7 separate regions of the Mus musculus genome follow, and all the other regions are linked to region 4. The links are chromatin contacts, called in public HiCAR-type and promoter capture Hi-C maps. All regions are on one chromosome and are shown on one strand. Each heading gives the region's core, a stretch centred on a gene start, on an enhancer-like site or on the middle of the called end of the contact. The rest is flanking DNA. Distances are from core to core; before and after follow the strand shown. Region 1 holds the start of Fam20a (family with sequence similarity 20, member A). Region 2 holds the start of Abca8a (ATP-binding cassette, sub-family A (ABC1), member 8a). Region 3 holds the start of Prkar1a (protein kinase, cAMP dependent regulatory, type I, alpha). Region 4 holds the start of Cep112 (centrosomal protein 112). Region 5 holds the start of Wipi1 (WD repeat domain, phosphoinositide interacting 1). Region 6 holds the start of Amz2 (archaelysin family metallopeptidase 2). Region 7 holds the start of Slc16a6 (solute carrier family 16 (monocarboxylic acid transporters), member 6).

Region 1 (3,586 bases), core at 306-2,805, 1.3 Mb after region 4:
CCCCGAACCCCGAACCCCTTTCTCTCCAGTAGCCTCAGCCCAAATCATCACAATAATAAAAGATGATAAATTGCCTTCAGTTTGGAACATTGCCTAAACACCCGACAGGCCCTGTTTAATGAGCAACAGGGATTGGCCGTATCAGAGTTTGCTCCAGCTGACCTCTTTGGTCTCCAACCCTGAGCAGAGGGACAGGGACGGGGGGGGGGGGGGGGGGGGAAACTGGGTCTTTGGGATATGACAGTCAGATCTGACCAAAGAGCAGAGCTGAGTGTCGCCAGCCCTGCTCTCTGTTTGCAAAGTTCATTCTGGAAAACAGCAGGCCCAGAGCAGCTGTCCACAGCAGGACAGCGCGAAAGAGGCCCGAGAAAGCATTGGGACCAGGAAACTGACTGGCTAGAGAACCCAGGAACTCGAGGGGAGTGGCTGGGAGCATTTCTTTGCTGTTGCTCAGAAATCTAAGGCCTGCTACAGCTGGTGGGCGTCCAGATGGGGATCGAAGCCTAGTGCCAGGCTGTGACGGCAGAGTGAAGTTCCCACAGCCCAGGGTGGGAGTGGACATGGGTAGCCAGGACCTGGAGGGTCATGCTAGGGAGTCCGGTGCTGGGGTTCCTCGGAAGGGTTCTCACCTGTTCCAGCGGGCCACCTTCCTCCGGTAATACCGCAGCGCCTCCTGGCTGGCCAGGAGCCAGTCTTCGGGTCCCAGGAGAGGCGGATCCTCCAGGACTTGGTAGAGCGAGTGGGCGAAGAGGGCCTGCAGCTTAGAGCGCGGGGCAGGGTGGCCGCGGCTGGGATGCTCAACCCGGGGCAAAGCTCCTGAAAAGTTGTGCGAGGCTGTGCCAAGGTCTCGGGAGGCTGCGGCTGAGTGTAGAGACGCGGAGGGGGCGCGGCCAGAGCACGGGCAGGCGGCGGGGCGCTCGCCCGGCCGGAGCTGGCGCTGCACTTGCGGCCAGAGGTGGAAGTAGAGGTCGGCGGAGAAGAGCGCGCCCAGGAGCAGCAGGGCCAGCAGGCGGTCCCTGCGCAGCCCGGGCATGGCCCAAGCGGACACCCGGGAAACACTTGGGGTGCAGACGGAAGAAGCTCCTGGAGTCCGGAGGAGGCTGGAATGCTCACACAGGGGATTAGCTCTTCCTGGAAGGGTGTCTTCCCTGAACTTGGGGACCGCGTGCAGGAAGCTCACAGTGTTGACAGCGTCGTCTTTTCTTGCCCAGTAGAGAGGCAGGGTTGGGGTTCCCTGGCTACCCGGTTGTTATTTGAGTCTCTTTGCCCTGTGACCCCCTCTGCCAGGGACCGCTCAGGTGGGGAGGTCCCGTGGAGGAGTGCTGGCTCTGGTGGCCGTGTAGAGGGCGATCACTGGAGGGAGCGCAAAGGAGCTCTCGCCCCCTAGGAGGAGGCTGGAGAGACTGCGTAGCCCGGGGCGTCTCTTCCAAGGATGCTGTCTCTCCGCAGCTGCTGAGACAGATCCAGCGGCTCCTCCTGCAGGCGGCAGGGACTCCTGTGCCCCGGGCTGGCAGGAGCGGAGGGAACGCAGAGTTGACAAAGCAGGGGCGACTCAGGGCGAGCTTGTCTTTGCGCCTAGACTCCTAGAGGCAGAGGTAACGCGGAGCCTCCCCGCTGCCTGGATTGGCCTGGCGCCCGCACCTCCGCCCACTCTTAGCTGGCACCTGCCTCTGGCATAGCTTGCCAGCCAAACTCCCAATCCCTTTGCTGCCGGCTCTGCCCTTCCACCTTGTCATCAATCCTCTCCTCCGGCTCCTCCTCTTTGTCCCCACTTTCCTTGCTCAGGGCTCTTCATACACATCCTGGTGAGCCCAAGAGAGGTGGACTTGAGCCTTTCATTTCCATTTTTAGGGTTTTTTTTTTTGGGGGGGGACAATGCAAACCCTTAAAAGCCTTTCTTCTGTAAGCTTTGCCAGATGTGTGTCTGGGGGTTTGGATTTCATTTCTCAGCATACTCGCTGCAGGGCATAAACTGGATTCATAGCAACCAGCACATAGTAGGCACTTGCTCTGAAGATACTCACGTGGTGCACAAAAATAGCTTGCCCTTTAAAAAATAAGAGCCCCTCCCACTCCCCTTAACCTAGAACCTGGGTGATTTCCTGTTTGGATGGAGTTTGACTCCAAATCTTCCAGTACTTTGAAAAGAGGAAATGGCAGGGAGGGAGGGGCCCCAAATGACCCCACTCCGAACTCTTGAATGTAGCTTGGTGTGAAAGTAGTCCACCCAAATGAATCACTGGAGGACCCGCTTACTTAGGCTTTCTCCTGATATCCTGTGAGGTCATTTACACTTCTCCACCCCGTGTTCCTTCCTTCTGAGGATCAGGGGAGGGCAGCCCTGAAACCTTGGCTTTCTCTGTTTTATAATTTGGGAGCATAGTAAATGCGAGTCTGCCTGGAGAGGTGGCCCCACCCTGGAGAATGTTCAGGAAAAGACTGTTTCCCCCCAGCTGTTGCCTGCCTGGGCAACAAAGCGCCTATGTATGCTAATTTCATTGGTTAAGGATCTCCAGGTTCTTGCTGGAGTCTCCATTCTGAGACACTGTAGCTTGTGGGTTAACACTGGAGTTTTCCCGGCAGTTGGTCAACTATTTCTTGTGGCAGCTGCTGTCCTCTCATCTTTAGATAGAAGTGCGTGTGTGTGACCGTGTGTGTGTGTGTGTGTGTGTGTGTGTGTGTGTGCCCGTGTGTGTGTGTGCCCGTGTGTGTGCCCGTGTGTGCCCGTGTGTGTGCCCGTGTGTGTGCCCGTGTGTGTGCCCGTGTGTGTGTGTGTGTGTGTGTGCTTGGGGAGATCAGATGTCAACCTTGAGTGTTAGTCTTCAGGAGCCACTGATCCACACTGATGCTTTTAAGGCAGGTTTTTTCTCTGGGACCAGATTGACCGGCCAGTGAACCCTAGAGACCGTCCAGTCTCTGCCTCCCTATTGCTGGGATTACAATCGTCTGCCAGCACACTAGCTTGATTTTCATGTGGGTCTTGGAGAGTAGTCTTGTGTTTGCACAGCAAGAAGATTACTAATTGAGTTATTGCCTAAGCATCCTGCAATGAGAATTTACTCCATGAGCTCATCGTGAGGCTTAAAATGAGTTCAAGTATACATAGTGCTCAGAATATCCCTAACTCATGCCAGACAACTATGAGACAGGGTTTGGCTGTAGCGAGTACTTCTGGTTTCTTGTAAAGCACTAGATCAGATTGGAGACTCGTTATGGTTTGAAACAAACAAACAAACAACGGCAAACCACAGAAAAACACTGGAAATACAAAACACCAGAGAAAAGGACTAGATTCCTTAAGACTGAGTCCAACTAGGAAACCTCAAGACCCAGCATCCGCAGCCAATTCCCAGGAGCCGGACGAGGTCAGAGCCTTTAAGAGACCTGTGGGGCTTGGACTTATTTTTTTTTTTTTTAAATCTAGCATTAAATTCTAACAGGCGGTCAGTTTCTGAGAGACTTTGCAACTTTTGCTTTGTCTAATTAGGCATCACGGCCCATAGACTAAAAAGCCAGGTAATGATCAATGGTGCCTTATCGACGATAAGAAGCTCTTGCATGTTTCTAGACTGATAAAGATGCCGTA
Region 2 (3,465 bases), core at 74-2,573, 1.7 Mb after region 4:
ATGAGACAAGTTCAAACAGAGAAATGCCTATTTCCCAGGATAAAAATTCAGGTGTAGAGTTGATGGGACAGTCCCATTGGGCAGTAGTTGCACAGTAGCCACTCACAGCTTATTTCCAGAGAAGAAAACAACACATGGTTATATAATAAGGCTCAGAGGCAAGTCTTCGTACAAAAGGGTGGAGAAAAGATATCAGAAAGCCTTTTGGGCTGACAAATGGAGAAGAATGTAGTATTAGCAAAAACAAATAAATAAATAAATAAATAAATAAATAAATAAATAAATAAATAAATGTTTTAAGTCAGGGTGTCCAGAAGCCCCAAGAATTGCTCCGGGCAACGGGAACATTCTTAGAGAGATGGGATAACTTGAACCAGTCAAGGGAGCAGCCACAGCCCTTTGTAGCCAGAACTAAGACTAACTCTCTATCTCAGAGTTCCACTGCAAATCAGCCATGCAGCATAAATAAGCTCGGTAAAACGTCCCTCTTGTTTGCTTTTCCTTCCTTCTCTGGTTCCTAGATCCATGCTAGCTCATGTACAAGTAAAACTGAAGGCTTTGCTTCAGCGTGAGTGAATGTTATTGACTCTGTGCCAATCAACAAAACCCTGTTTACTGCAAACTCCTGCCGACAGCAAAGGGTATGACATTTGAAGTAATGCCATTGTAGTGAAGTGGCACATGCCTCAGTATGATTCAATACATCATACCCAACAAATAAAAACGTGCAGGAAAGAATCTTATGTTAAAAACAAAACAAAACAAAACAAAACAAAACCAACAAATAGACAAACAACCTGTAAGTCTGAGAATAACAGGCTGAGACATAAAAGCATTTCTCTAAATGCCATACTAAAGACTTCTCAGGATTAGAGAGAAAGTGTATTGGAAATGCCTGCCAGTTACTGTACAGTTCATGCACATGTGTGTGTCTAACTGCAGCTGGGCAGCAGATTCACATTCATATTCACACAGAAAATGCTTCCAGAAGACCTGCTTACATTTCTCACCATTACTAACACATTACAGGCACATTCCCACATCTTTACTTAAAACTAGAAAATATGACAATGTCTTTAAAACTACCCACAACTTCCCCTTGCAGACCACAGGAAAATAAACCCAGAAACACTAAAACTCTGTGCAGAAAAATAAATAATAACTTCTCCCTAAAAAGTTCTCATTGAGTAAATGAAATCTCACTTATAGTTACGTAATACAAACCAAACAGAAGCAAAAAGGAACTTACATTTGGAATGTCCGAAGAAAGTATCCTGAGTCTTGGCTTACCTCTGTTTCCCCACTCCAAGAGAATGGGTTCTACTTCTCCCCGGTCTCTATCACATCTGTATTGCTTTCATTCTGTTTGCCTGTTTTGAGCATTCCCAGTCAGCCTGACTGCTTTTGGAGGAAGATTGTGGTTGTAATTTTCTTGGCCTGCTGAGCACTGTATTCACGTGACCATTCTCGAACAAATCTCTTTTTTATTGACTTCCAGCCAGTTCCCACAGCAGAGAATTGCCAACCCTACTCATTTGACTAATTATAGTGTCAGAAAAATCTGTGTTGCCGAGGGAGTCCAAATTTGTAACTTTTCTGGGCCCTCCCCCAAAAGAAATTGACAGATTTCAAAAAATAAAATAAAATAAAATAAAATAAAATAAAATATTGTCCCTTAAAAGGCTCTGAGCTCTGGACTTATTCTGCCATGTTGAGGCAGATATTCTAATTATGTTTCAAACAGCCTAGAAAGCAATATCTTGATTTTTTTCCTATATCATATCTTCCATCCTGTCCATTTCCTCAGTTCCTGCTCTGGCCAGAATCAGTCAATAGACTCCATCTTTAAAATGTGCTCAACATTATGTGTTGTGTTTTATAAAAAAGAAGAAGAAGAAGAAGAAGAAGAAGAAGAAGAAGAAGAAGAAGAAGAAGAAGAAGAAGAAGAAGAAGAAGCAGCAGCGAAGGGTATGTTTGGTAGAGGTGCGATATGGTGTCGGGGAAGGGGATGCCTCTGGGGGCCCATGCTGAGGCATCCCTTCCCCCTGAGGTACCAGTTATAGTATAGTATAGAATAGAGTTTATTCATGGCATGGGGAGGGGGAGTTGAGGGAGTAGAGATAGAGAAAGACAGAGAGAGAGAGAGAGAGAGAGAGAGAGAGAGAGAGAGAGAGAGAGAGAGAGAGAGAGAGGAGTAGAGGCCATGAGCACAGGGAATGGCGAGAGAAGGGTCAAAGGGGAAAGAGGATAAGAGAGCAAGAGAGCAAGAGAAGTGAGTGAGGAGGGGTTGAGCAGCCCCTTTTACAGTGAGTCAGGCACACCTGGTAACTGTAGCCTAGAAGAAATGCTAACGTTATGGGTCTTGGGAAGTATGGCTCAGAACAACATTCACTCAGAACAACATTCAGCTACGTATAGGAGATTGAAAACCAAAAGTAAGGCAGCCTAAAAGGACCCGAGTTAGACAAGTCACAGCTTAATAGAGAGATTTTAGTAAGAAGGGAAGCGTGAGCCACTGCCCAGCTAATATTTAGAAAATTCTTTTTCGTTTTCATAGCTAGAAAGAAAGAAAAAAAAAACCAAAAATTAGTTTCTGTGTGTCAGTGAACTTTGAAAATACGAGTCTTCAAAAACTACTTATGACTTCAGATAACATTCTCTGTAGTCTCCAAGATTATACAACCTAACCCATCAATTTTTAATTCATAAACCAAGCAAATGCATTTGAATCTCTGGGGACCTTACCTATTCAGAATTCTCAGATGGTTTCTCTATCGCTGGTTGGAATACACTCTCGAAAGCTCTGGGGAGGGTTTGCTGCTCAGTAAGAATTCATGCCTATGGTTTTGTTCTCATTTTAAGCTTCCCTGTCAGGGTGTTCAAAGAAATGACTGTTTCTTCCATAACTGCTGCTGCCGTCTTTGAAAAGAGTCTTCACTTCACTTCCAGAAGCCTGCCACATTTGCTTTGTCGAAGGTTTTTTTTTTTTTTTTTTTTTTTTTTCGATTTTTCCCTTTTTCCCTCAGAGAAATGATTTATAGATTATTGCGCAACACTCTGCTGGGGCTGTCTTGTAAACATGCAAAGAGCCATGAACTACACGATAAATGTTATTGCAACATCTCCACTACACTATTTCATACTGGCCATCTTTTTTTTTACTAATCCACTAATTTGTTCAAAAACAATGTTTTTTTAAGTTGCCCAGTGTTCTGAGAGCAAAACCCCCAAACTCGTATATTAAGAAAAACTGGGGGATTTTCTTTGTTTGTTTGTTTTGTTTTATTTTTGTATGAAGATGATAAGACTGTGACACCATTGGCTTGACAGAGAACTTGGCCTAGTTCACAGGGGTCAGCGGTGGTTCTCAACCTTCCTGCTGTTCTGATCCTCTAATACACTTCCTCATGTTGTGGTGACCCCCCACACACCATAAAATTATTTTCATTGCTACTTCATAACTGT
Region 3 (3,679 bases), core at 1,063-3,562, 1.2 Mb after region 4:
CTCAACTATCCATTGGCCATGTCCCTTTTTGTCTTCTAAAGCCCTAGCATATGAGAATCTGGCAGCCAGAACGAGGCTGATTGTGGCTGACACAGGAAATGGTGGTGGCTGGACTGATGCCTGCATGCAGCTGAATGGGGGACACACAGCCAGGTCTTAGCAGGGAAGCAGCTGTCACTCCAAACATCAGGCTCCATGTCACCAGCTTGCTCGTTTCCTTTTTCTAACCTGGCTTCTTTGGCTGCCTTGGAAAGGTAACACTAAGGTCGGACACCAAAATCACTCACACTTAATCTTACCCTTAGGAAGGCAGAGGAATAGGAAGAAAACTCTCATTTAATGTTTCCTACATCGTGTGGGGGACACTGTGTGTTTGTGTTTGGGGGGGTGGGTGCATGCTTCAAAGGAGGTCAATCTACAATCACTGCCTGGGTTTGACCCACACACGCTATGGCCACTCAACCTCTTGTGTCATGCTCTTTCCAAAACGATAACATCATGGAATGATTATCTGTCTGAAGCATCTAGGGCAGTTTACACATGAGGTAGGTGCTCTACGATTGTTTGCTTTTATTCGTCAGTGTTAATACAGTCCCAGTTATCCCTTCGAGATGCAGGAAAATGAAGCTCCAGGAGATTAAGTTCCTCACAGGAGATGGCAAAGCATGAAAACAAACAGATTTATCTGCAGTGGGTGGTTTTGTTTTTTTTCCTTCCTTTCTTCAGAACACGACCGGGCATGCTCAGTGCTATCCAGTTCCCTCTCCCGTTTGCCAGCTTAGGGCTGGGTTTATCAGCACTGGAGAGGGGGAAAGCCTGCATGATGGCGACTCGGTCTTTAATCTTCCACTCTACCCATCTCTGGAAAAGAAGCCATTGATCAACATCCTGGTGAGAGGCTGCAGAGGGAGCGGCTTCCTTCTCTTCCCCCTTCCTTCCTCTGACTACTAGGGGGGGTAATCATAACTAATGTTCAGAGCCCTTATCATAGTCTGGGTATTCCAAGACAAAGTCAGGCTTAAAAAGGTGAAATTTACAAACACCACTTAACCCAAATATCTTAACTGGGGATCACTGTGAAAATTATGCAGGAGATATTGTAACCTTTTTTGGTACTAAGTGTTAAATCCGTGATATTTTCTACGCACATTGCCCTAGCACATACACGATGAGGCTGTCAACACCTTGCAGCTACTCAGAACCACACACTGCAGGGGCCTATTTTATTTATGTATTTATTTAGGCCCACTTTATTTATTTAATTCATATGCCTAAAATTGTGTCCCTTGCTTTCATTTTCACATACTTAAGGGGAAAGTTGACTGAAGGAATAATGAAGTCGCCTTTTCTCTTGTTTTCTCATGCAGCTCAGATTTCTTGCTTGGTCAATGATTTGATCTGCCCATCTGTCTGTACTGCCCATGACGCAGTCTGGCATAATAGGAGGCTAGGGCATTATCAGGACTCCGGGCTCCTCTTGGAAGTCTCCCTACATCTGGTGCTTCTGTAGGCACGGTAGGGCCTCCATTGATGACAGCTCACTTGTGGAGACAGTAGTCAGATTAGCCAAGCAGAGGCTTGATAGGGGCTCAGATTTCCTGGACCGGATGACAGGCCCGAGTCCGGAACCCCGGGTATTGCGGGGGTCTACACAGGATGCGCGCTCTGTCCATCAGGAGCATCTCAGCATCCGCTTGCGCTCAGCTGTGGTAGATCCGCTAGGGCCTCCTCCTCTTCCAACAGCAGGGATCTCCTTGTCCGCCCAGCGTCCTGTAACCCCATCCCCCTCCCTGCCGTCCCATAGCACCCAGGGCGGAGTCGCCCACCTGTCACCGAATCGTCCCACGTGGGTCTGCGGTAGGAGGGTCGAAGGGAGGGAGAAAAGACAGAGGCGTGGAGGGAGGCAGACGCAAGAGCCACCGAGGAACCGAGGAGAGGCTGAGATCTCCGAACAGCTAAACAATCTAGAGGACCCCCCACCACACCTGGTAAGGAAGGGACAATAAAGGAGACAGAAACGGGTTAGCAGAAAGAGAAGGAAAAAGATGAGAGCGATGAAGGGGCTACGTATACGCGACAAGATAAAGATGGAGAGGTGCCCTGCAAGAGAACGGTTCTAGCTAGATGACGACGGGCTAAGGGTAGGGGGTGGGAGTAGCCGGTGGTGGGCTTGAGGGGGGTGGGGATGGGGTTGGAGGAGGATCCTAGGCGTCTGCGCCTTTAAGGTTGCCAAGGCAACCGCCCTGGCCAGAGCGAGGCGCATTGACGTCAGCAGCCGAACGCTGATTGGCCGCGGTCGGCTGGTTTCCGGTGGAGCCGTCGCCGAGCCGCTATCGCAGAGTGGTAGTGAGGCTGCGAGCTGAGCCCGCTGGACGCTCGGTCACCCCGGCCGCCTCGCCCTGCGTTAGCCCCTGCTCGTGCCGCCGCCCGCCCTCAGGTGAGTGCGGGCCCGAGGCCTGACCGGGGAGTCGCCGGCCGCGGCGCTCCGCTGCGCGTCCCTGAAGGCGCGGGAGCGAGCCAAGATGGCGCCCCGGGGAGCGCGCTGCGGGGGGACGGCCGCACCCCCTGCGCCTCCGAGGCGGCCTCGGGGCCTGTCGCAGGCCTCGCACTGTCCCCCGGGGTCCGCCCTTGCACCGTTCCCCGCGGGGCCGTAGGCCGCCCCTGCCCCCCGCCGTTCCGCCCCCGTCCTGAGTGTCTCCGGGTCCCCGGTCCTGCGCTGCCCTCGGCTCCCCGGCCGCCTCCGCCCCCGCGCGCCGCGGCCTCGGCGCCCGTCCTCCCTCCCCCACTTCCTGAAGGACAAGAGCTCGGTATTTTTTTTTTTTTTTTAAACCGGAATCCGCCATGGCTTTTCGGTCTTAGCCTCGCCACTCGGCTGTAGTCTTCATCTCTGCCCAGTCGTTTCTTCTGCCCTGGCTTCCCCCCTCCTCTTCGCGGGCTCGTCTCCCTCCACCCCTCCGCTCGGTGATTTCAGCCTAGCTCCATTTCCCTTTGTCCCCCTAACACTTCTCGTCCTTTCCAGCCCCCACCACCGCCCACCCCAGCCTCCCCAGGCCTCCCGCTCCGCTCCACTCCACGTCTGCGGCCTCCTGCCTGGTGGGGGATGAGGGGCCGTCTTGCTGCTCTCAGTGATCATGACCGTGGCCTAAGTGAAGTGAAGGGCACTTTCCTGCCCTCCCTCGTGAAAATACGCGGCGCCCGTTAACCCTTAACTCCAGCCCAGAGCGGGTGTGGGGACAGCCGATGACTTGAGGGAGCCAGGATAGATAGGTTTCTTGAGCAGAGAAATGAAGGCTCGCATTTAGATGATGACCCCCACCCCACCCCCCAGGCTGTGTTAGTGTTACTTGGCATCCTTTAGATGTGGGCCCTGTCAGCAACAGGCTCCCAAAGGCGGTTTAAATATGTCCTCCAGTATAGTCCTTCTGAAAGCAAGAGTGTCATCAGAACCGAATTTCCTCAAGAATCCCCCTTCTTACGAATACTCGATGCAGTGATGATGGTTTTAGTGTTTGTTTTGGAGAGAAGCTAAGTTGTGGGGTTTTTAAAAAGTAAATACAAACGTGGAACCAAGACATACCCGATTAAAAATCCTAAGGCCATAAAATTAGATTATTTGGCGTTTCACATGATGACTGGTGTTTGTATTTTCTTTACCAGTGCCTGCCTTTTGGTCTTTGTA
Region 4 (3,739 bases), core at 412-2,911:
ATCAAAGAGAAGGCCAAGCTGGGGTGGCTGGCCCACAGCAAGGCACGCACCACTGTGGCCTGCACCCAGATTAACTCGTGAGACAAAAGATAAGCTGGTAGAAGCTATCAGGACCAATGACAAAGCCAGGTACAAGGAGATCTGCCACCACTGGGTGACCTATGGTTCCCATTTTCAAGCTGGAAAAGAACTTGCCACTGAACTAGGTTAATTGTACACTGCTAAGTTTTCTGTCCATAAATATAGATTTAAAGTCATCCTTCAAAATGTACAATATAGTTATGGCCCATAGTCACCACGTTGAATGGTGACTTTAGTCCTCTTGAATTTCTTTCTTCTACTTGGAAGTCTGTATCCTTTGATCAGTAAGTGCACCTCTTCCAAGTGGTCTCTGACTCGTCTCATTTCTGCATACGTGGGTTTTACAATCTGATTCTTAGTACCAACGATCTGGATTGTGGGACAATCGCTCAGCTGCGAGTGTGCTCAAATAATGCTTTTGGAAACCAAATATTCTTGAAAGCATTCTTTCTTCTGTAGTACAAATTGCCTCTGAAATAATGAACAATTGCTGTCTCTTCCAGGGAGGTGGATTCCAAAGTGCACCTTGAAAGAACGTAGTCTTCTTCTGGAAGCTGAAAACAGCTAATTGCAAACAAGCGACTCCTCTACTTTCCTTATGTAAACTTGAAAAGATGCTTCAAGCTGTGCTTCAATTGAGGTTTGGCACCACACTGAGTGCATCGCAAAGACTCTGCAGAGGGATTCTATTGTGAACTTAGGTGAAAAGCAGCGGCACACTGCATTTCATTGAAGGGAGTGTTTTTTACAATTTAAATTTTGTTTCTGTTGGTATTTTAAATTATCCAGTTCAGAGCTTCCAGAAACGTAAAAGATCAAAGAACACCAGTACACAGCAAAGTTGACCGCCCGAGGTCCACCAGACTTCCTGGGAAGCGCAAAAATACATTTTCTCCCCTACTTGATGGTACTATTCTGTACAGAGTGTTAAACAGAAAGCTTTTAAATTTCAGTTCAGGATCTTGCAGGGTTAGTGTTTTCAGACTTATGATGGTTCTAAATAACAAATGTAAATATCCTGCTCGTTGTTTTGAATAATTCACCTCTGGAGTGTGAACTAACAAGGGTAAATTTTCATGCTTCGGACTTACTCAACGGTGATGTCTGTTCAAACGACAGGCTTTTCTGCCAATTACTGTCCAGTAGTTCCATCACTTTTGAGTTTTTCTTGTTCTTTCTCCTCAATCTTTAAAGTGCTCACAAGCGACTGAGTAAGAAGTCAGGAAGATGCAGCATCCACTGTATAGTCCAGGGATCACAGAAGATTAAGCCTGGAAACTAACCGTTCTGGGGAGATGGGCTAAAACCACGAGCTCGGCGCCTGCGCAGTAGACTAGACAGTTACCATAGCAACGGAGCTGCTTGCTGGCGCCATTTCTCGGAGGGTGGGGAAACAGTGAGGAGGGAAGTCTCCGCCCTTAGCATGCGAACTGCCCGAAGGGCGGAAATTCCCGCCCCCTCGGACTTGAGGAGCAGTGACAGACCTAACCCGGAGCGTCGCCATGGCAACAGAGTTGAATGCCAGCCGCAGCTCGAGGGGGCGGGACAGGCGAGTTTGCTAGTCCCGCCCCCGGTTTGCTGGACGGCCCGCAAGGATTTGAAACCGTTTGGCTGTGGCGGCTGGGCGTCGGCGGCCGAGTGGACGGCTTGCTTGTTGGGGCGCCAGGTTCTCTCTCTCTTGTTTCTCCCATCGACAATCCCCACCCGCCTCCTACTCCCAGGTTCTGAGTGGAATTTTGCGCGGGATGGAGCCCCCGCGCGTGCGGGTTGGCCCGGGGAGGGGCGTCGCCCGCAGGCCCGGGACCCGCGCTTGCGGCCTGTGTGGCGCGCGCGCCGGCGGGGTCAGCAGCCGAGCGACGGCCAGGGAAAAGTTCTCAGGAAAGTTTGGGCAGGCGGCATGGCGGGACCCAGAACCCCGAGGTAGGGGGCTTGCGGTTGTGAGAAGAGGTCTGTGTCCTGGAGCAGGTAGGAGAGCGGCCCGGGCCTGGGTGGGCCACACAGGCGCCGCTCCCGGTGCCCACTCGGGCGGAGGAAGTGACCGCCAGGAACCGGACCGCTGCAGTTCTTAGGTGCTGTCAGATCAGTCAGAGGAGGAGAATCAGACTGCAGGCCGACTCCGAGAAAGTCCTGATGAACAGTGAACTTGCAAGGACCCAGACTGGAGTCCCTGCCCTTTGGGGACCCAGCCTGGAGTCCTTGCCCTTTGTGGGGACATAGAGTGTAGTGATCCAGAGAGCAAATAAATAGGACCGCTGACCTTTGTTTCATCTTCGAGACAGAGTGGAATTCACAGAGATCCACCTGCCTCTGCCTCCTGAGTACCCCCCCCCCCATCAGTATGCTGGTATTTTTATGATTTGCATTTCCTATTTAAAGATACATGAAAGTAAGATAGAAAAGGCAATCAAAATGCCAGTGAACCTCATTACACAGCGACCACCTCTCCAATGCCCAGCAAAGCGGAGAGGAGGATAATTGTGCAGTATTCAGGTCCAGGATTGTCTCTTGGATTTGGGTCAGGTCCTGCACACTGTTAAGCCCCAGCTTCAGGCCTGTAAAGGACAATGGGAACTGTTCCTGTCAAGTTAGGTGCATTTGATGACATGCCGGGATACAGTTATGACACTCATAGTCTTGACCTCAGATATTTTCAGGAACTGTCCAACTTGTTTTAAAGAGAGTCTCTCACTTGGACCTGGGCTCCCTGATTAAGCTTAGCTGGCAGCCCAGTGTCTTCTGGGAAGGCTTCTGTCCCCCCTTCCTTCAAAAAAGGCAAAACAACCAAAACCCCCAAATGTGCCCGGGTAACCCTTGTTGATTTGTTGGCGTTTCAGGGCTTCTGTGTTATTCTTCACAATATACTCAACATATAATCTGATGGAACAAAAAGCATTTACACAACTTTCAGGAATAGATTGCGCTTGGCGAGGGGCATGCTCTGCATATGAAGTGTGTCTCTCCTTTTTAAGGATGTTACTATTGCTGGCTTGCTTGAGGTTTGCTGACTTCTGTGGCAGCCAGGAACCCTAAGAAGGTCTTAGCCCATTTCATATTTCATAGCTGTCCACAAAGAAATGGATTTTTTTTAAAGGCGAGACTAATGAGTTAAATAAAAGGCAGTATAAATACAGAATATAACTAAAAGGAGAGCCACCCAACTTCTTTTATTCCTTCTGAGGAATTCCTTTTTATTCCTTTTGTATATGCAATAGTCACATTGTAGTCGGTATCAGTGAAAGGCATACTATGAGTAATTTAATCCTAAGCCAGAATAGAGCTTTACTTATTTTACAGTTTTTTTTTAAATGGTTTTTCTCCATAGCTCTGGCTGTTCTGGAATTCACATTATGTAGACCAGGCTGGCCATGAACTCACAGACATACCTGCTTCTGCCTCCCAAGAGTCAGCACACACCACAGTGCCAGGCTTTTATTTTTCTATCTTGATACCTTAAATTCAAAGATCTGAGGAATAGTATAAAAACCTTTTCAACAGCTAGACATAATTTATGTGCACAATGTAATTTGTGTAGCAGGAATTCCTTCAAAAATTGAGATGTTAATTTATATATTTTTTGTTGTTGGCGAATGAATAGGGGCAAGGAAAAGCAGACTTTTAGCTTCACTATGTATCACTCCGGCTCTGTTTTTACGTGGGT
Region 5 (3,823 bases), core at 833-3,332, 1.2 Mb after region 4:
CTCTGTATTGCTTAATAAGTAGAGTGGACAACAACAGTTGTTTTCCAAATCCAATCACAAAGTATAACTTAGATGATTTACTGCTTGTAATCAAACTACACCCACCTCCTTAACCCGTGTTCAATTGGGAAGGAAAACATTGTCCAGCATTTCAACAGACATTCTGGTGAACAGTGTTCCACAGGCAGTGCAACAGAACACTCTTGCAAAAGTGTCTTACAAAACATCAGAATTTGATCTATTCTCTCATGCATTTAAGTCTCCTCTTAGGAGATAATCCCGCAAACAACTCAACAGGTTTAAAAACAAAGACATACTAATTTCAGTGCCTGCAGGCTGGCATATAGCTTGGTGGTTGAGTCTTCGCTCAGGGTGACTGAGACATTGGGTCTTAGGCTCAGTACCCTGCAGGCTCCCTACCCCTGCCCTGCTCACCCTATCACACAAGGAAATGGGGCTGGACTTGTCTGGCATGTATAGGGTACCCTGAGTTCCATCATCAGCACTATACAAACAGAGTGTGATGGTACTTCTTGTAATGTCAGTATTCCAGAACGTGAGCCAGGAGGATGAAACTTTGACATTCATCCTCCTCTACTAGGGAACTTGAGGCTGTCCGGATTACATGAGACAACGTTAAAACCAAGCAAGAACAAAATCCCAAGAAAATGCCACAAGGTACCCCACTTAATAGTTTGTGCATATTACATATCTATGGCTATGGGGAGATGTTGTAAGATGTACTTTTTTATTGTGGGTTGTGGTCAGAGGCAGCCTGAGAGTCACTCATGTAGCCAAGCTGTCGAATTACTGGATTATATGATTACACACACAGATTTTTCAAACAAAGACATATTGTTCAGAGCAGGGGTTTTTCAAACAGAAACACAAAGGGAATGAAAACCAGGGCTGCTTATGGCCTTAATTACACCAACGAATGAATGTTCAATATTAGCACAGTTCAGCTAGCAGCAGCCAAGGCACAAGCCTGAAGCTGAGCCCAAACCAGGAACAGAGCAGAAACTGGTACAGCCGGAAGTGGGACACTGGGAAGTGGTCATCCCTGCCCTGATGCTTCAGGGCTCCACATTCCAAAGAGATTAATCCATATGGTCCCCAGGCTGGCTTGCACAAAAACAGGGAAGAAAACAGTAGCTTGTGTCTTAAGATTCAATCCTGCAGATGCCTAGAACTCAGGCAAGCAATCCCTTGTTTATGGACCAAAGTCTAAACGTTGACCATCATAGTGAAACATTAAAAAGCCACTTAAAAGCAACAGGGTGGAGCGCCTGCTTCAGGGATGGGAAGCTGTCTGGGGCAGAGAAAGGGCTCCTGAGCTTCCAGGAGATTCCTGGGACTGGGTGGACAGCGAGTAAACACAGAAAGGCAAATAAAGAAAAGCTTCCTACGGCCAAAGAGACCAGCCAAGATGCCCAGTGCTGGGGCTGGTCGGGCCACAGGGATAGACTGACTGTTTGTCCGAGGCCCTGCCCAAATGCCACGTTGAGATACTCAAGGACAAATGGTAAAGTTTTTCTTCATCTTTCCGACTCTCTGCATCCTCCCTCTTGAGTCAAGTTGCACATTCCTCCCTTCCCTCACCTTTGTTTTGGTCCCTGATCTCCCTTTCGGTCACTAGGTGGCCCACACCAAGTCCCTCCCCCACATTCAAGGTCCCCCCTCCGCCCTCCTTGCTGACTTGTTTGGGTCACCCTAGCCGGCTCTTTCTGGCAGGCGCTGGCTGGCAGTCGTCTGGGTGGGCTCAAACCCCTACAGCCGAGCAACGCCGCGACACAGGCTGCCCTGCCGAGGTACCATCGGCGCGCAGGCCCCGGCTAGCCACCAGTTGCGTTACAGGACAACACCCTTTGGTGGCGACATTCTGTCCCCCACTTCCCTGGCCAGGGGGCTGGCGCCGTGGCTTACGTGCAGTCTTGGTTGAAAGAGAAGCAGCTGAGCGCCGCCTCCACTCGGCCCGGAGGGGCATCTGCGGCTTCGGCCTCCATCGGGGGCTCGACCCGAGAAGCCGCAGCTCTGAGCGGGGGACAGCCACCTCAGCAGCCCGCCCGCGCCGGCTCCGTGGGCCGGCTTGCCGCGTCGGTCCCGCCCCGGGCTCGCCTCCAGACAGACCCCGCCCACTCAGATACCACTTAGCTCCGCCCCTCCATCGTAAGACCCCGCCCTTACACGATTCCCATTTAGCTCCGCCCCACTCCAAACCCCCGCCCCTCCTTCAGAGAATCGGCTGGGTCCTAAAACAGCCAGGCCACGCCCCTGCCTCAAGTACCGCCCCTCTCGGCTCTAGCCCTGCCTGGGACCTTCAGGACCCGCCCTACACATTTCCCACTTAGCCTCGCCCTCTCCACTTCGGGCACCTAGCCCCACCCCCTCACAGCCCTAGCTCCGCCCTGAGCCAACCAGGCCCCGCCCCGAGCCTCCTTCTACCTAGCTTGGTAGCCCCGCCCCCTCTCCAGGCCGTCTCTGTCCCCACCCCGCCTCTTTATCACTGGGAACAGAACTGCTGACCGAACAGAGCCTTCCGCAGACAGCCAGGATTGGCCACCAACTCTTTTAGTCAATCAATAGGGCTAGTGGGCGGGACAGCTGTTGACGACCCGCCCCCTAGTCGGAGAAACCGTTTGCCATTGGCCGAAGGTGCGCGAGGCAAAGGCAGCAGGCCACGTGGTGGTGTTTTCATTGCCAGAGCGTCCAGAGGGTGAGGAGGAGGAGTGGAGCTTCAGGCTTCAAGCCTGCCTTAGCGTCGGAGACAACGCCAAGGAGGCGGGCGGACGCCTGCTTCCTTGCCCGCCCGCTAAGCTTACAGCAGTTGTAGTTGAAATCAGTAGACATCAAAGTCCAGCCGTTTTGGAGAGCCCTTAAGCTTCTCGGAAAAAGATCCCCAGCCGATTAAGAAGCCACATACAGCCCCACAGTTGAGAAAGAGCTCTTGCTAACCCCGACCCTTACATTAACAATATTACCTTGGTATGTTCCTACCCGATTTACTGAAAACCCGGTTAAAGCACTGGCTAGACTATATTATCTAAAACCAACAATACACAGCGGCATGTGAAAGGGTCTTCTTTCAGGACTTGTTATCATACAACTTTGCTCAGCAGTATTTGACCAGACATTCGATTTGTATAGAAAGGAGAGAAACTAGAATACTGTACAAGACAGTACAGCTTGAAGCTCATGTCGTTTGAGATGCATTCTGAAGCAAACTGGAGATTTGCTTCCCAAGCTTGTATACAATTGGTTGTGAGGTGCCTGGTGTGGGTTCTGGGGAACAGAATTCCGCTCATCAGTAAAAACACTGCTGAGCCATCTCTACAGCCTCTGAAATCTTCATCATCGCCATTATTATTACTATGATGATAATGGTGTCACAGTTCTGTAGATTGTGGCAATTCGGTTCATATCCAGCCACCTTGTTTATTATTTATTTATTTTGGATACATTGTCTCAAGCTATAGTCCACCGATCCTCAAGCACTTGGTAACTGATCCTCCTTCCTTGGCTTCCCAGGTCATAGGATCATGGGGTGAACCATCATACTCAGCCATGTTTCCCCAATTCCTGATGAAATGATACATAACATGTACGGATGTTTAGAATGGATGAACAAGAGAGCCTGTTTTGCATAAACTTTTCTTATTGGTTGGTTCTCCTGTTTGGGTTTTCCCAGATAAAATGTAACAGTTTACTTTCTCAAGTCCAATGCTCTGTCGACTCACAGATCTGGCCCGGATGATTGCTATAATCCAACCCCAGAGTAAAGAATTGCTGTTTGGATGTTTTGGTCATCTTAACAAGCTTTTCA
Region 6 (3,485 bases), core at 736-3,235, 1.0 Mb after region 4:
GGCAGCTAGTTACATTGTGTCCACAGTCTAGACCCAGAGAGCTATGACTCTCTGGGTGTTTGCCTTCAGTCCAGGCCCCCTGACCACGTGATGGTGCCACAAACATTTAAGTTCGGTCTTTCTACCTCACTTAACCTAATCAAGAAACTCCCTTACAGGTCTGCAGGGAGGTGTGTTTCAAAGGAGATTATAAAGCCTATCTCTAACTGACTCTGCCTCCCATGGTGCTGGGTTTAAAAGTATGCACCACGCATCTGCCATGTTATGTGATGAAAGAAAGAAAGAAAGAAAGAAAGAAAGAAAGAAAGAAAGAAAGAAAGAAAGAAAGAGAAAAGAGTGACACATTTAACAATGGGTGTGATTATGCATACTTGTGATCCTACCACCCCAGAGGCTGAGGCAGGAGATAGTTGTGAATCTGTGGCCAGCCTAGGCTATCTAGTAAGTTTCAGGTCAGATGTGGTGCTGGACTGAGTAGGGAAGAATTCACCTAGATGATGTAAACTGCAAAGCCTACTGTGCATCCTCTGGCTACACGGGACCATGAATAATTTCTGATTATTGGCAGGACTATTTGTCTGCAATGATATGGATTAGTTATTCTGAAATTACCCTCAGTGCATATTGTACCACAGAGCAGTTAAATGCAGAAGTAAATTATGAATAGTGGGAGACAGACTTTTCATTAGTATGGAAGGGAGTGCACACAGAAAAATGGAAAGCAGGAACCTTGTGGTGTTAGACTGCAATCAGAGTGATTGGTAGGAATTCCCAGTGTAGGTGTCCTGTGACTACTTAGAAAAAATTGCTTGTTTAGAAGCATGCTCTGGAGTATTTACACTAAAGGGGCATCATGTCTACAGCTGATTAAAAATGTCCCGGGAGAAAAAAATGGTCAGGTTGTTGGGGAGTGACCTCATGGGAGGAGAAAGAGGATCAGAGGGGGTCCTGGGGAAATATAACCGAAGTATGAAAATTTGAAAGAATATACATGTATGTGTCTCTCTCTGTATGTGTGTATACAGTGCTCAGAAGTCAGACACAGGAACATTCTCTGCTACATAGTGAGTTCAAGGCCAGCCTTGACAGGAGACCCTCCCCAAATAAGCCACTTTTGTCAACTTGGTAAGGGCAGTAAGGACAACATATATGAGCCTTGTTATAATAACTGGGCAAGGATAATTAGAGCAGTGTGCACAAGGCAAGAAGAGAGCAAAAAGTTTGGGGGTTGGGTAGGAAGAAGGGTACAGACATGTGGGGTATGCAGTCTTTAACTTCCAAGGATGAGAGGATGTTGATAAAATAGTGGCATCATCCCCTTGTTTGACCTTCCTGGGGCCAGAAGCGCCCAGAGATGCAAAAGGATTGAATAGGTATATGCTGGGGGCGGGGATCAGGAGATCTGGCCCTGGGGTTTCCCCTTCCAGAGTCTCCTGGGGGTCCGAGCTCTAAGCTCTTAGTTCCCCAAGTACCAAAGGCAACCCTATGCCCCACGCCCTAGGATGCAGCCCTGCTTCCTGACAGCGGTGAGGCCGCGACAGTCGGGCAAACCGACTAAGAAGGGAAAGTCCAAGCGGGTGATGTGTCAAGCCGCGGACACGGCTGACTTATTTGGACCCAGTGGTTAAATTACTCAGGCTCAGCCCACGGCAGGTGGTTCCGTGACCCTGCACCGCCCGCGAGGAGCGGGTCGCGGCGCCCCCGTGAGGGCCGACGCGAAACAGCGACGACTGGGGACTGTCCGACACTACATCGCCCCCTTACTACTTTAGTCAACCACACACAGCGTGAGTGTTGTGAAATGGACAGAGGTCACGCCTTCGGGGCGGGGTTACAGCACATGGGCGGGGCCTTTCTGGAGGAGTGGGGCGGGCTCAGTGTTTGGAGGAGGAGCCTTAGGAGGGAAGAGCGCAGATAGGAGGCGGGGCGACGATTGAGGGGCGGGAAGACGGGTCTTGCTAGTGGGCGGTGTGGGCGGGGCATGCGTGAAAGGGTGAGGTGCGTCCGCGCGAGGCGCATGCGTGCTAGGACCACCGTGGCAGCTTGAGGGCGGCCTAGAGGCCTGTCCGGGTGAGGGTGGTATGAGGAACCGTCAGGGCTGGGCAGGGGAGGAGGAGGAAGGTGTTGATCGTTGGGGAGGAGCGGATGTGGTGGGAGGGATGGCTGCGGCGGAAGCAGAGGGGACCTCGGGGGCAGGATGTCTCTTGGGAACAACGCGGGCCTTTCCGGTTGCTCCCTGGGTAGAAGACGCGAACTCTGAGTTCCGGGGAGGCCCCCCACTTTTGACTCAAGCAGAGACTGGGTGGCGTCTGCACCGGCCGTGCAAGTTGCTATGGGCAACCAGCTAGCACGTCTGGCGAGACCCACTTGGCGGGAGATGTTCCGGTTATAGAACCGAAGCATCTTAGGCCCCCGGTCCCTGCAGTGACTGTACGATGGCTCCCTGCACACTTCTTCAGCGACACCATCCACGTTGGACTAGGATGTGGAGGCCTTCTGACTTTCCACTCTGTCTCTTTTATTAGGGTGAAGGCCACACCCCTTTGCCAGACATGCATTGTCCTTAGAAAAACATAAATGGAAAAACAGCAGCTGGAGATTTCTCCTTTATAAAGGTAGGTAGACTGAATGGGGCCATGGTGATTTATTTTTTTTTTCTTTTTAAATTTCATCCTGTAAAAATAAAATCTCAGCCCAGATGTGCAGTACCGAGATGAGCTACACTCAGCGTAGTCTCTAGGATCCTTTCTAGTCAGTGTCACCCTCTTGAGCTCCAGAATTCAGAAGTTCACTGAGCACAGCAGTTAGCTTAAATTTCAAAATCAGTCGTTAATAAACTGAGAAATACAGAGAAACCCTGTCCCACCCCCCAACCCACCCCCAAAACAAAGCAGAACAAAAAACCAGCCAACCAACCAAACAAACAAAAATGGAAAAGGCCCTCAATTAGAAAACACAAACTAAATGGACAGAAACATTCATCTTTTTTTTCTTTTCTCACTCAAAAAGCGTCTGCTTGGTATGAAGGATGAACGTGCCACGTAGGGACTTGATAGGAATGGGGAAAGTCCTGTCACCATGAGTATGGCGTCTCATTGGTCATCTTAGATCTACCCCCGTGTCTTATGGCTGACAAGGTAAGCGTAAGGGGCTGAGATGGATCTTGCCAACCTGCAGTTAAATAACAGAACCATTACTCTTTTCCTTATTGAATATCTTTGAGTGACACTGGAAGGGATGCCGTTGATCCTGTGGACAAAGTGAGTCAGCTCAAAATATTATGATTGTTTTCAAATGACAGAGGACGTTGGGCATCAGTAGGATTTAAGAGTCACCGCTAGCCAGGCAGTGGTGGTGCACACGTTTAATCCCAGCACTTGGGAGGCAGAGGCAGGCGGATTTCTGAGTTCAAGACCAGCCTGGTCTACAGAGTGAGCTCCAGGACAGCCAGGGCTATACAGAGAAACCCTGTCTTGAAAAACCAA
Region 7 (3,477 bases), core at 175-2,674, 1.0 Mb after region 4:
CTTGTCTGCTGCGGTGCAGGGATTGAGAACAACCCAGAAGGAAATTAACCTATTTCCTCTTTAAAATCATTCTCCCCCCACGCCTGGAGCCGTTCAGCTGCACGACACTTTGCTGCCGCTGGTAGCCCGGCGGACCTTGGAAGTTGTGCGGGACCGACCAGCAGGCAGCAAGCGGGTGACAGTGCAGCCCGGCAAGGTGTGGGACCCACGCTCCGAAGGGAAATCTGTCTCTCTCCGGGACCGCCCTGGGGAGGGGGGTAACAGGGATGGAGACCCGAAGTTCCACTTTTCCCTCGTGCTGCCTCAGTGGCCGCCTTGGGTGCGCGCGCGAGCCCGGGGAAGGAAGGTACCTCTCTGACATTTCGCTCTGCTGACGCGCCGGCAACTTCATGAGGAAAATCCAGAGAGGGTCTGAGACGGTCGCCGGACTCGCCTCACAGCCTGGCTCCTTTCACCCCGGGTTGGGGACGATCAAAGGCCAGGGCACCCTTTAAGGTATTTCCTGGAACCCATCTATACTTAGGGTCATGGACATTCAACTCTCAGTTGCCCACAACTGCCCGAGCGCGTCATCCCAGTGGCTCCGAACACTCCCAACTGTCAGAATATTTTTCGGATTAACCTCTTTAAAATGTTAAAAGCTTTCCTCCTCCCCGCCCTTAAAAAAAAAAAAAAGGCCCCAACACATATTAAAAAACAAACAAACAAACACCCATACCCCACAATCAAACTTTTAAGCGTGTAAAATAATAAAACCAACTCACCAAGTTAGAAGGGAAGAGAATAAACCCCAAAAGGCACCCAATAAGGCGGAGGCTGGGCCTCCGGAGCCTTCTTATAAACCGCTCCGTAACATGAGAAAAAGGTTTAACCCCTTAGGGCGTGGGCCAGAGTCTCTATCAAGTTGGCTCCGGGCGGGGAGCCTGGAGTACCCTGGCCCCCAACCCACGCCAGCCTCGGCCACCCGAGCCACACCCTCCCCCCGCCCCCCAACCCTGTCGCCTCCTCCCGGGCCGTGCGTGCCGCCGCCCGCGCCCCGGCCCCGCTTCTCTCTGCCTATCTCTTATCCTATACCGGCTGCAGCCGGTCTCCGCCGGCCTCGGGGGCGCGCCGCCGACCATGTGCTGGGAGCGCCGAGCGCCTGCAAGGAGGGGGCCGGCCTGGTGCGCGCGCGCGGGCCCACGTGGATCGGGGCCGCGCAAGGCACGCGCCCCGCCTGCCGGCTGCCGGGGCTGGGGGTCACGGAAGGTAACCGCGCTGTCATCGCGGGTCGCCCATCCCCGCCGACGCCTCTGGGGTCCTTGGCCCGACGCCCTCATCCCCTCATCCGCGCGTGCCCGTGTGATCCCGGCCCGATCGGACCCCGGCACTTAGCTGCAGTGCGAGCGGGAGCGCGATCGAGCCCGGGGCGACCGAGTGCGCCCCTGCACCCCCTCTCCGAGCGCAGCTCCCGGGTCCGCCCGCGCCCTGAGGATTTGGGGAGCCAGTGAGGAGGCTGGGGAGGGGGGGTTGGGAGGGCAGGGGAGGCGCGCGTTTGGGCTGGTCCCGCGCGTCCCTGGTCCCGGACTGAACAGGTTCCTTCCAGTTTGGGTGTGAGCGGAGCACGCGCGGGATCCCGAGTTCCTCCTCTAGAGACCACTTCCCCCCCAAATTTCGTCAACTCGCGCGCCCCGCCAGTTCCCCTTCCGGGCATGCGGGGGGAAGTGCCGCAATGGGCCCTAAGGAGCCCGCGGCTGGGTTGCTGCCGGTGCACTGTCGTGTTCCCCCGCCTCCCCTCCCCGTGCTGCCTTGTTTGCAGCCGCAGCAGCCACCAGCCGCCAGCATCCGCGCTGCGCGAAAGAGATGGGAGAAGCCTGGCTGAGTCAGCATCTCCGCTTCTCCGTGCGCGCGCACCCGCCTAGGCGGGAGGCGGCGTGAGCACAGGTGCACGGCAGCCTTAACCCCCCCCCCCCCCAGGAGGCTTCTGGGGGGATCGAGACCCCCAAACCTCCAAGCCCCCTGATCCCAAAGGTCACTATGAACTAAATGGATGCTTCCGGAGAAGCCCGAGTTATTCCTGAGGACAGCGCGTGTCTGAGGATTAGGGACTGTTCAGAGCCAGAGGGGGCGCAAAGTTGGTTTCCTGGACTCCATCTCACACCTCTGGAGAAAAACTGGGTACTGCCTCACAGCAAAAGCCCTGTTCCTCTGCATTCCCCCCCCTTCCCCCCTCAGACTTAGGCAACCCACGTCGGTTGATTGTGGCTCAGAGATTGTCTTTCTGATGTTAGAAACTGCAGAGAACCTACTTTGGGAGTGTGCCTGAAGGGTCGCCACCCACCGGGAGGAGCACCGGTTCAAAATTTTAATAAAAACCTTTCCTTGCTCTGTCATTTCCCCCAGGATTTGGGAATGCAGTCACCCAGTGCTGTCAATAGGCTCTGGTGTGGCTAAGTGAGGAGGCAGGTGTATTGGTGCAGAGTGTGTTACTCTGGTCACTGTAGTCCAGCCAGGCTACCACTGAATAATAACTGGCAAATTTGTGGGAATAATTAAACCTTTACCCCATCCCAGACAGGTGTAGTCCACGCTGGCTTCAAACTTATATTTGACCCCCCCCCCCCCAAATCCTGGTTTGTTTGTTTTTAAAAAACACGATCTCACTAGCCAAGCCAAGACTAACCTAAAACTGAAGATCCTCCTGTCTCGGCCTCCAAAGTGATGGGATCGCAGGGTTCTTTTTTCTTTTTCTTTTGGTTTTTTCAAGACAGCTTTGAAACCAGGCTGGCCTCTGCCTCCCGAGTGCTGGGATTAAAGGCGTGCACCACCACCGCCTGTCGCAGGCTTCTTTTTCTTAACCAAGGTCTGTCTGTAACTGGTCTGCACCGCCTAGCTTCAACCCGTCCACCAGCCTCATCCTGCACTGTAGCTGTGACTACAGGCACAATACGCTCTGCCTGGCTGGAAATGGCACGATTTTAAGACACGTTTTAAAGATGGAGCTCAGCTGATCTTGGGCTTGCAATCTTTCTGACTGTGCCTCCCAAGCACTGAAAACGCTGGCATGTGCCGTGATGCCTACCTCTTGAGTTTTCTCAACCTCTGAGTTTAAAACTTAGATAGTGCCCAAAGTCCTAGACATCAATGAATGAATGACTGGATAAAACCAGGCTGTGGAGGGCAGTAACAGCAGCCAGGTAGAATTAATTATTAATAATGTATTACTTCACGGGGACAGTGGTGGTGCACGCCTTTGATCCCAGCACTTGGAGGCAGAGGCAGGCGGATTTCTGAGTTCAAGGACAGCCTGGTCTACAAAGTGAGTTCCAGGACAGCAAGGGCTACACAGAGAAAGACTGTCTTGAAAAAAAAAAAAGTGTATTATTGCTATTTTATTATAACTCATTGTTTTACATCTGTGTTGGTTCCGATACTGAATTAAGTAGCACCCATGTGATTTGATGTGTTGGTTTTGTTTTGTTTTTCCAGATAGGGTTT

Evidence for each region. Promoter capture Hi-C pulls out the DNA fragments that hold promoters and counts their contacts. HiCAR-type assays count read pairs that join an accessible place to other places.
Region 1: a promoter capture Hi-C map of embryonic stem cells shows a contact between it and region 4, with 5 times the contacts expected there. The contact joins the promoter of Fam20a here to the promoter of Cep112 in region 4. A contact is called at or near these places in 7 of 39 promoter capture datasets (the 3T3-L1 cell line, embryonic stem cells, hippocampal neurons and 3 more), 1 of 115 datasets of contacts at active chromatin or transcription factors (astrocytes) and 1 of 9 other capture datasets (embryonic stem cells).
Region 2: a contact with region 4 is called in a HiCAR-type map of astrocytes, with 8 times the contacts expected there. The contact joins the promoter of Abca8a here to the promoter of Cep112 in region 4. A contact is called at or near these places in 1 of 39 promoter capture datasets (the 3T3-L1 cell line) and 2 of 115 datasets of contacts at active chromatin or transcription factors (astrocytes and pancreatic cancer cells).
Region 3: a contact with region 4 is called in a HiCAR-type map of astrocytes, with 13 times the contacts expected there. The contact joins the promoter of Prkar1a here to the promoter of Cep112 in region 4. A contact is called at or near these places in 8 of 39 promoter capture datasets (the 3T3-L1 cell line, 3T3-L1-derived adipocytes, the HPC-7 cell line and 5 more), 6 of 115 datasets of contacts at active chromatin or transcription factors (T-cell acute lymphoblastic leukemia, astrocytes, embryonic brain and 3 more) and 2 of 9 other capture datasets (adipose tissue and liver).
Region 5: a contact with region 4 is called in a promoter capture Hi-C map of pre-B cells, with 12 times the contacts expected there. The contact joins the promoter of Wipi1 here to the promoter of Cep112 in region 4. A contact is called at or near these places in 16 of 39 promoter capture datasets (the 3T3-L1 cell line, 3T3-L1-derived adipocytes, the C10 cell line and 8 more), 1 of 15 datasets of contacts at CTCF or cohesin (large pre-B cells), 5 of 484 Hi-C or Micro-C datasets (embryonic stem cells, muscle stem cells and uterus), 4 of 115 datasets of contacts at active chromatin or transcription factors (astrocytes, embryonic stem cells, forebrain and 1 more) and 3 of 9 other capture datasets (adipose tissue, embryonic stem cells and liver).
Region 6: a HiCAR-type map of astrocytes shows a contact between it and region 4, with 12 times the contacts expected there. The contact joins the promoter of Amz2 here to the promoter of Cep112 in region 4. A contact is called at or near these places in 10 of 39 promoter capture datasets (the 3T3-L1 cell line, cranial neural crest, embryonic stem cells and 4 more), 1 of 15 datasets of contacts at CTCF or cohesin (large pre-B cells), 4 of 484 Hi-C or Micro-C datasets (embryonic stem cells and muscle stem cells), 8 of 115 datasets of contacts at active chromatin or transcription factors (T-cell acute lymphoblastic leukemia, astrocytes, embryonic forebrain and 3 more) and 4 of 9 other capture datasets (adipose tissue, embryonic stem cells, liver and 1 more).
Region 7: a contact with region 4 is called in a HiCAR-type map of astrocytes, with 14 times the contacts expected there. The contact joins the promoter of Slc16a6 here to the promoter of Cep112 in region 4. A contact is called at or near these places in 11 of 39 promoter capture datasets (the 3T3-L1 cell line, 3T3-L1-derived adipocytes, cranial neural crest and 6 more), 3 of 484 Hi-C or Micro-C datasets (all in embryonic stem cells), 11 of 115 datasets of contacts at active chromatin or transcription factors (astrocytes, embryonic forebrain, embryonic stem cells and 3 more) and 3 of 9 other capture datasets (adipose tissue, embryonic stem cells and liver).

What each region holds. Positions count from the first base shown.
Region 1 is chr11:109,720,683-109,724,268 of GRCm38.p6, forward strand. Fam20a (family with sequence similarity 20, member A) reads right to left here and starts at 1,556. Exons shown (of 11, transcript NM_153782.2): 1 at 630-1,556. The coding sequence starts at 1,033.
Region 2 is chr11:110,094,614-110,098,078 of GRCm38.p6, forward strand. It overlaps Abca8a (ATP-binding cassette, sub-family A (ABC1), member 8a), which reads right to left and starts at 1,324. Exons shown (of 39, transcript NM_153145.4): 1 at 1,250-1,324.
Region 3 is chr11:109,648,637-109,652,315 of GRCm38.p6, forward strand. It overlaps Prkar1a (protein kinase, cAMP dependent regulatory, type I, alpha), which reads left to right and starts at 2,313. Exons shown (of 11, transcript NM_001373913.1): 1 at 2,313-2,437.
Region 4 is chr11:108,423,605-108,427,343 of GRCm38.p6, forward strand. It overlaps Cep112 (centrosomal protein 112), which reads left to right and starts at 1,662. Exons shown (of 27, transcript NM_001373899.1): 1 at 1,662-1,747.
Region 5 is chr11:109,609,307-109,613,129 of GRCm38.p6, forward strand. Wipi1 (WD repeat domain, phosphoinositide interacting 1) reads right to left here and starts at 2,083. Exons shown (of 13, transcript NM_145940.2): 1 at 1,927-2,083. The coding sequence starts at 2,006.
Region 6 is chr11:109,423,961-109,427,445 of GRCm38.p6, forward strand. It overlaps Amz2 (archaelysin family metallopeptidase 2), which reads left to right and starts at 1,986. Exons shown (of 9, transcript NM_025275.4): 1 at 1,986-2,070; 2 at 2,526-2,615; 3 at 3,010-3,137. The coding sequence starts at 3,126.
Region 7 is chr11:109,472,174-109,475,650 of GRCm38.p6, forward strand. It overlaps Slc16a6 (solute carrier family 16 (monocarboxylic acid transporters), member 6), which reads right to left and starts at 1,425. Exons shown (of 6, transcript NM_001029842.2): 1 at 1,075-1,425. The coding sequence starts at 1,319. It overlaps Arsg (arylsulfatase G), which reads left to right and starts at 1,201. Exons shown (of 14, transcript NM_028710.3): 1 at 1,201-1,248.